2 separate regions of the Hordeum vulgare genome follow, and region 1 is linked to region 2. Evidence: chromatin contacts called from public Hi-C data. All regions are on one chromosome and are shown on one strand. The core of a region is the stretch at or near the end of the contact, and the rest is flanking DNA. Distances in the headings are between cores, read along the strand shown.

The links. Hi-C and Micro-C count contacts between places; a contact is called where the count stands out from the background.
Region 1: a Hi-C map of leaf shows a contact between it and region 2, with 3 times the contacts expected there. The contact joins the promoter of LOC123412093 here to the promoter of LOC123408800 in region 2. A contact is called at or near these places in 2 of 6 Hi-C or Micro-C datasets (leaf and seedling) and 1 of 1 datasets of contacts at active chromatin or transcription factors (embryo).

The regions. Positions count from the first base shown.
Region 1 is chr7H:593,015,360-593,018,796 of MorexV3_pseudomolecules_assembly, forward strand. LOC123412093 (cold-responsive protein kinase 1-like) reads right to left here and starts at 2,075. Exons shown (of 7, transcript XM_045105039.1): 1 at 1,775-2,075; 2 at 1-66.
Region 2 is chr7H:592,649,962-592,653,415 of MorexV3_pseudomolecules_assembly, forward strand. It overlaps LOC123408800, which reads left to right and starts at 1,438. Exons shown (of 1, transcript XM_045101846.1): 1 at 1,438-3,248. The coding sequence starts at 1,763. The coding sequence ends at 3,025.

The sequences.
Region 1 (3,437 bases), core at 825-3,324, 370 kb after region 2:
ATCCTTCAGAGTTCAAGAACAGCAATCATATCCTGGATCATTGGCCTTCAACAACAATCATATATCCTGAAACGTGGAGAACAGGAACACATTACACAGGTTCTGGTTACCTAGGAAAAGTAGCATGTATAACATGTCCAATTCAAGATTTCCCTTTTAGATAAACTTACTTTCTACTAGTCAAAATACATGTCGTTTTAGAATCCGTATCTCTCAAACATTTTTAGGTTTGACTGTCAATGTAGAAATAATTGACAGCATCTCGTTGATAAGATCCATTAAGAAAAGAGAACATATTTTTCAAATAAATCAATGGTCAGAAGTAACATTGGAGACCATGCAAATAACCTAGTAATTAACATGTAGTTTGACTCGGATGCCATGATAGTTATAACAATTTTTATAATAATAAGTTGAAACACAAACTTCAAGTTCAAATATTGCTTGGCTAGTTCGATGCCACGATAACTGAGAGGCTATAGTTTGATGCAAAAGTTTCAGACACACTAACAGCTCATGAACTATGGGTAAATTTAACAATTGAGGGGGAAAAGGAAGAGAAGCTGTTCCAGAGAGAAATGCTCCAGATTTGTGGGTTCTATAAGAAATTGCAATCACAACCACTGGTTTGTATATGTTATATTGCTAGGTGTATCATAGTGAAATGTATATTTATTTACAGTTTGCATTATGCAGCAATTTGTGGGGATCCTATGTCCCAGTAAGTCAAAACCTACATTGAAATTGCTTTGCTTCAAACTTGAATTGAGCAGCAAAGCCACTTAAGCATTTCACCTAGACTCAAACTTGAACCTTTCTGGAGTTTTACCCATCATAAACATTATTGACAGACAGCTTTGCATAGGCAGTGGAGTTTTAACTAACAACCAACTATCACTGATTTGGTACGTTGCAACTTGAGATGTGGTATGTGATGGCATGCATAAACAAAGGTAGCGGCCAAGGCCGTCAGGCCACCACAACTCCTTTTCTCATCCAAATAGTCTCTTTGATTGACTAGTTATACCTTTCTTGGACAGGCATCGATGTCATGATCGGTTCCTACAAATATCCTATGAGCTTGAGGACAAAACCTAAACCCGCATACATGTTCTTTTTCCACGGAATAAACAATGGATGAGATCGCGAGAAGACGCGCTACTGGACTGCAACAGTAAACAAAGACGATATTGCGCACCCAGACCACGTCACGGCTTTCTTGTTAATCTGAAGCAGGAAGGGTGGTTGCAGCCGGCACATGGTATTGCACAGGCTATGTATGGGTTGTCATCTAAATGATTTCTGGAGGCTTGCTAGCAATGCAAGACTGGCCGGGTCAATCGATTCCCAGGCACCGTATCTCCCGCCAGTCATGTAGCATTCGATGTCTGACATTTCTGGGCTCGCACGGATCCTCACACCCTATCACAATCCAACAGAAAGTTGCAGCAATTGTGCGTTACTGAAGAACAGGACGCCGATAATTGTTACTGAAACTCTATCGCTATGTATGTCAGCGGAATCACCCACAGGCATTCGATTCAAGCAATACCAAGGGCTATAGTCAGAGTTAAGGCCGATTACTACAGTTGATGGCATGTTTCCACGGCTATTTGCTCTAATCAGATCGCGAGCTGCCGGCTCTCTGCATCCCCCTTCTCTTCTGTCGCCCAGTAATTTCAAGAAACGGCGCGACGAGAGACAGAGAGCAAGGGAAGGGAAGAAATCTAGGACTCTTCGATCGGATGATCCATGAAAAAGCAGCGAGGCTGACCTGAACCGCGGCAGGAGAGGGAGGGCCGAGAAAACCGGCGGTCCCGGCGAGGCGCGGTGCCCGACGGGGGGCTTCCACCTCCACCCCACCGGCGCACCGACGGAGCTAATACTAACCCGCCGAACAGCCGACCGACGCGGAGATGCTCCGGCCCGCGGCGGATCACAGTATGGCAGCTCTCCGGAGCCTTCCCAGCTCCGGTAGAGGTCAGCGGGCGGCGGCGCACGGCGAGCGGAGGGGAGGGGGTGGAAATGGCGGCCTGAGGCTTCTCTCGTCTCCAATGCGAAAGCGAGAAACGAGGGAGAAGAAAGCGAGGCCGTGTCTTTTAACTGACCGAGCCGCGGCGCGGTCAAGGTCGTTGACTTCGTAAGCCGCCCCGGCCCCCGGTGGCCCGGACCGCGAGTGGAGGGCCTGGGCTTTGGGCCTGGGCTGGCGACTTGGGTTTGGTTGCCTGGTTGACGCGGGTGTTGACCGGGGCAAAGGCCGAGATCCGGTTTACGCGCGCAGGGTTTATTTTATTTTTAAAAGAGGAAAGGTTTGCGCCCGCCTGTGCGCTGCCATATCGATTCCTTTTTTGCTATCGCTGGCAAGCTGTTTCCTGAAAAGGACAGGCAATCAGTGGCCGGTAAAGATAAGAAACATTGAGGGGTCTATATAACGGGGCTGCTACCAATTCATCGGTGGATATTTACTAAAAATCCATCACCTCCACAGCCGTTCGATCTCGTCCATAGCCGTCCGATCCGTTCCTGATTTAATTCCTGAAACAACGTTCGAGTTCCAGAAACAATCGCTTTGTTGCAAAAAATAAACTTTGGATCCATTAAATCCTGAAACAACGGTCGAGTTTCAGAAACAATTGCTTGTTTCAGGGAAAAAAAATGTTCGTCTTTCTGCAAAACATGGGTGCTGTTGCGGAAGAATTTTTTGCAACAAAGGTCATGTTTCAGGAATTTTTTGCAGCGGGCTGGGATGGGGCCGCGCTACGGCGGTGCGGGGCGACGGGCGGCGAGGCGTCTAGCCCCCTGGTTGCGGGAGCTCGCCGGCGTGGCCGAGGGGCTACGGCAGAGCCGAGAGCGGGCTGGGACGCCGCAGCACTCCGGCGGTGTGGGCGACGGCGGCTGGCCCTGGCCGCGTGAGGCGAGGCGGCTGCCCCGTGGTCGCGGGAGCTCGCCGACGGGGCCGGGAGCAGGGCGGGGAAGGCCATGGCAACGACGGAAGCTCCGGCGAGGCTGAGCGGCAACAAGCAGGCGGCGGGCGAGGTCGCCGGAGCCGAGGCGGAGCCGATGCAGGGGCGGCGACGGAGGGCACGCGAGGCCGCGGGCAGGCCGACGCCGGAGGCCGACGGCGGAGGGCGGCGAGCCGTAGCAGGCCGGCGGCGGCGAGGGTTGTCGGGCCGAGGCGGAGGTGGAGACATGGACTGGGTATTTTTCTGAAACAACGCTCCAGTTGCGGAAACAACGCTCCAGTTTCAGAAAAAAGTCAAGACGATTGCGATGGCGGGATCTGACGAGCAGGTGGTGGATGGATCGCGCAGATCCGCCGGTTGAACGATAGAGTTTTCCCTATATAATTTATTTTTTTGTTGCGAAAATTGAGGGGTCAGTAGTTAGACCTCTTCTAAATGTGCTTAGATGAGGTGTTAATTGCATCAAACGCTTAG
Region 2 (3,454 bases), core at 188-2,687:
GTCTTCATCAGAAAAGCGACGTGAAAGACTTTCAACACCTGTTTTATGGCTTATATACCAGTCCAACACGTTGAGCAATTTTTCTATGCGTTATCACTAAAATCAGGAGCTCTGATGACGACAGCGTGCCTTCAACTCGTTTCAGTGTTTGTTTCCGTCACACATAATTTCTTTATTTTTGTGTTGTTTGTACTGTCATAGCACGATAAATAGATTCGAAGTTTTCTCAGAAAACAATCATGTTAGAGCAACTTCAATGGGACGACCCATTTCGTGTGCCGTCGTACATTTGGGTCGAAACGGACACAAAAAGTGGCCCAACGCGCCGACCCAAACGGACGCGCATCCGGTTTTCGTCCGCGGGCGACCCATTCCCGGCCCATTTTTGAGACGGATTTGCGTCGGCGCGGACAAACGACAGACGCGCGGACGCTCGCCTTCTCCTTCCCCAGGCCCGTTGGTCGGTGGCACATTGGCCTCCCCCCATCCAACCCTCACCCGCCTCCTTCGTCGCCGACGCCGCCGCTCATTTTTGCCGGCGACTCTGCAATTGCCGGCGCCTCCACATCCGCCCAGCAACGCGGCCCACTCCCACGTCGTCCGCGGCCGCCGTTTTGCCGCCGGGGAGCCGACTGCTTCCCACCCCCGCGCCCCCACCACACAGTCCGCCCCCGACCAAGAAGCCGCCTCGCCGCCCGGCCAGATCCTCACAGGCACGCTCGTCGGACGCCGACAGGGCAGCTAGTTGGTCCGTGCGCGCCGCGACTTCCTTCGCCGGCTGTCTGCTTCGTCGATGCCCGCAAGCTGTTCGACGGTTTGCCAAGGTACAAAATAGACTCCGTCGACGAGTTCTTTTTTCACAATTTCCTTTGCGACTCCGATGATTCGTCGTCCGATGACGAGGAGGAGATATTGGCTGCCGTGTTGGTCCGTCACCACCTCAACAGCCAACGGACGTTGTTCCGTGGCTTCATTCCGGGCCACCTTCCGACGTTGAATCGCAACCGAGAGAGCGGACATTTCCTTCTTTGAAAGGACTACTTTGATACAACAAATTCGTTATTCAAACATCAAAAATTTGCCGCAATTTCCGTATGAGTAGGCATCTTTTCAACCGTATTAGAGAGGGGGTGGTCGGCTATGATGACTATTTCGAGTGCAAAGAGGATGCCGTCGGCAAGATAGGTTTTTCCTCTTATGAGAAATGCACTAACGCCATCCGAATGCTTGCATACGGAGTGCCAGGTGATCTCATTGACGAGTACGTCCGTATGAGCGAGTCTATTTGTCTAGAGTCCTTGTATAAGTTTGTAATAAGTATGCTATTTTATTAGGCTTGTAATAACTATGATATTTTATTCTGTCCAAATTATGTTATTTGATTCAAACTATGCAAATTAATGTAAAATAGAACGACCAGCCGGTCACACGGACACATATGGATTGACAAGTTGAGCGCGTTGTCGATCCATATCTAAAACAGGACAGACGCATGACATGCGATCGAACCAACCGAACAAAAAGTGAACAAAATCGCCCGTCCGTCTGTGTCGTCCGATTTTCTTACACTTAACTTTATTCCAAGGACGACGCCTTCGACGATAAGTCTCAATGAGAACCGTGACCGTGACGTGAAAGACTTTTCTATGGCTTGCCATTTTAAGGCTTACCATTCAAACACGCTGAGCAATTTTCTTACGGGTGGAAAGATGCGCCATGCATCACTAAAAGCAGGAGCTCTGATTTACCAGGGGAAGGCCTCATGCTCATGGCTGAGATATTTGGATCCGCGGTTGCGAGCGAGTCTGTAAGCAGAATTTTCTCGATCCTATCATCAGGCAACTCGAGAGTGGATGGGGGCGCGGAGGACAACGCCGAGAGGCTCGAGTTCGCGGTGCTGAAGATCCACAGCGTTGTCGCCGTCTCCCAAGATTGGCTCATACTCCACCAACCATTGCTCGACTGGAAGGCGAGACTGAAGCGCGTAGGCGAGGAAGGCGACGCCATCCTGCGCGCTTCCAGGAGCAGATCCGCGGAGCGGCAGCGGAGCGAGGGGATTGCGAGTAAGGAGACCCCCGTTCGTACGCGCGTCGCTCGAGCGGCGGCACGCTTCTTGCCCTTCCGCCGCGGCAAGGACGGCGGCGGTGATCCGAGCGACGCGACGGTGCGGAGGTTCGAGAGGCTGGCGCAGGTCGCCGACGAGTTCTTCCGGTACGTCCAGCTTGGAGGCCGTCCGAAGAGCTTGACGGTGTCCTTGGAAGACCCCACGGAGTCGCTGCTTGCAGGGAAGACGCTCGAGTTCTCCCTCAGGAGCGGCAGCCGGGACGCCCTCCTGCTGCTCCACCCGCGCGACGGCGACGGCGACGGCAACAGGGAGGTCGTCCTCTTCCTCTCCTGCGACGACAGCGCCGAGTGGGAGAAGAACGTGAAGCTCTGCGTGGTGTTCCACCTGCTGGAGCGTGCTGACATCCTGGGCGTCGTCATGTCTTCCTTGCACCTGCTGCCTCCCCAGTTCGGCGCCGCCTGCGCAACGGCGAGGGGGTTCGTCGGGGAGGTGCAGGCGCAGGAAGCGAGCTATTCCAACGCGTCGTCCATGTCGATGCGGTGCGTCTCGTCGGCATGGAGGTGCCACCGGAATTCCATTTCCACCACGGACGCGGGACGCGCAGCGACCGACGGCATGCCGTGGCCGATCGTTCGAGTGGATGCCGTCTGCTTCGCCATGCCGCAGATCGATTCGGCGGGTGCACCCGCGGACCAGAACCTGCCTCTGAAATTGGCATGCCATGTCACTCCCCATCTCGTGCCCGAGAGGTATCCCGGGAACTACCGGCAGATCGGGACGGAAGCACTGCACGAGCTGTCACCCAAAGCGGCGGACGAAGGAGCTTCAGGCTGCAGACGGGAAGCTGCGTGGTGGTGTCCTGGCAGCTCAACGTATTTGTCGGTGGAGCCAGAGTTTTCGGTGCCGCCGCCCACGCTGCAGCAGCTGTTTCTGGTGGAAAGCTTGAAGGGGGCGATGTAGTGGTAGCTGAAGCGATGGGATCATGGCTAAGTGGCATCTTGTAATTTCTTACTACTTTCTTGTTTTTTTTTGTCTTGTTCTTTTTGGCTTATCTCAATCCTAATTGTCATACTCTGTTGTAATATAAAATGTTTCAGTAGGGTTTATCCAATGTTTCGATTAACAAAAAGGTTATTTTTCTTAGGGCTGTTTACAGAACTATTAGTGGGAAGTTGTTTCCTTCTGTCTCGTGTGGAGAAAATATTCTGATTTTTTGTAGTAGCATTTTACCTCTGTGTTAATCTTTATCTTTATCTTTACCCATTCATCACACAGGGTGCAGAATAGTTTATTCTTCACCCAAGATAATCTTACGATTAATTTACAATTTTTTTTTGAAATACAAATAGTTACATTTATATTGATGCCCAACGTAAAATTTGATAAAAG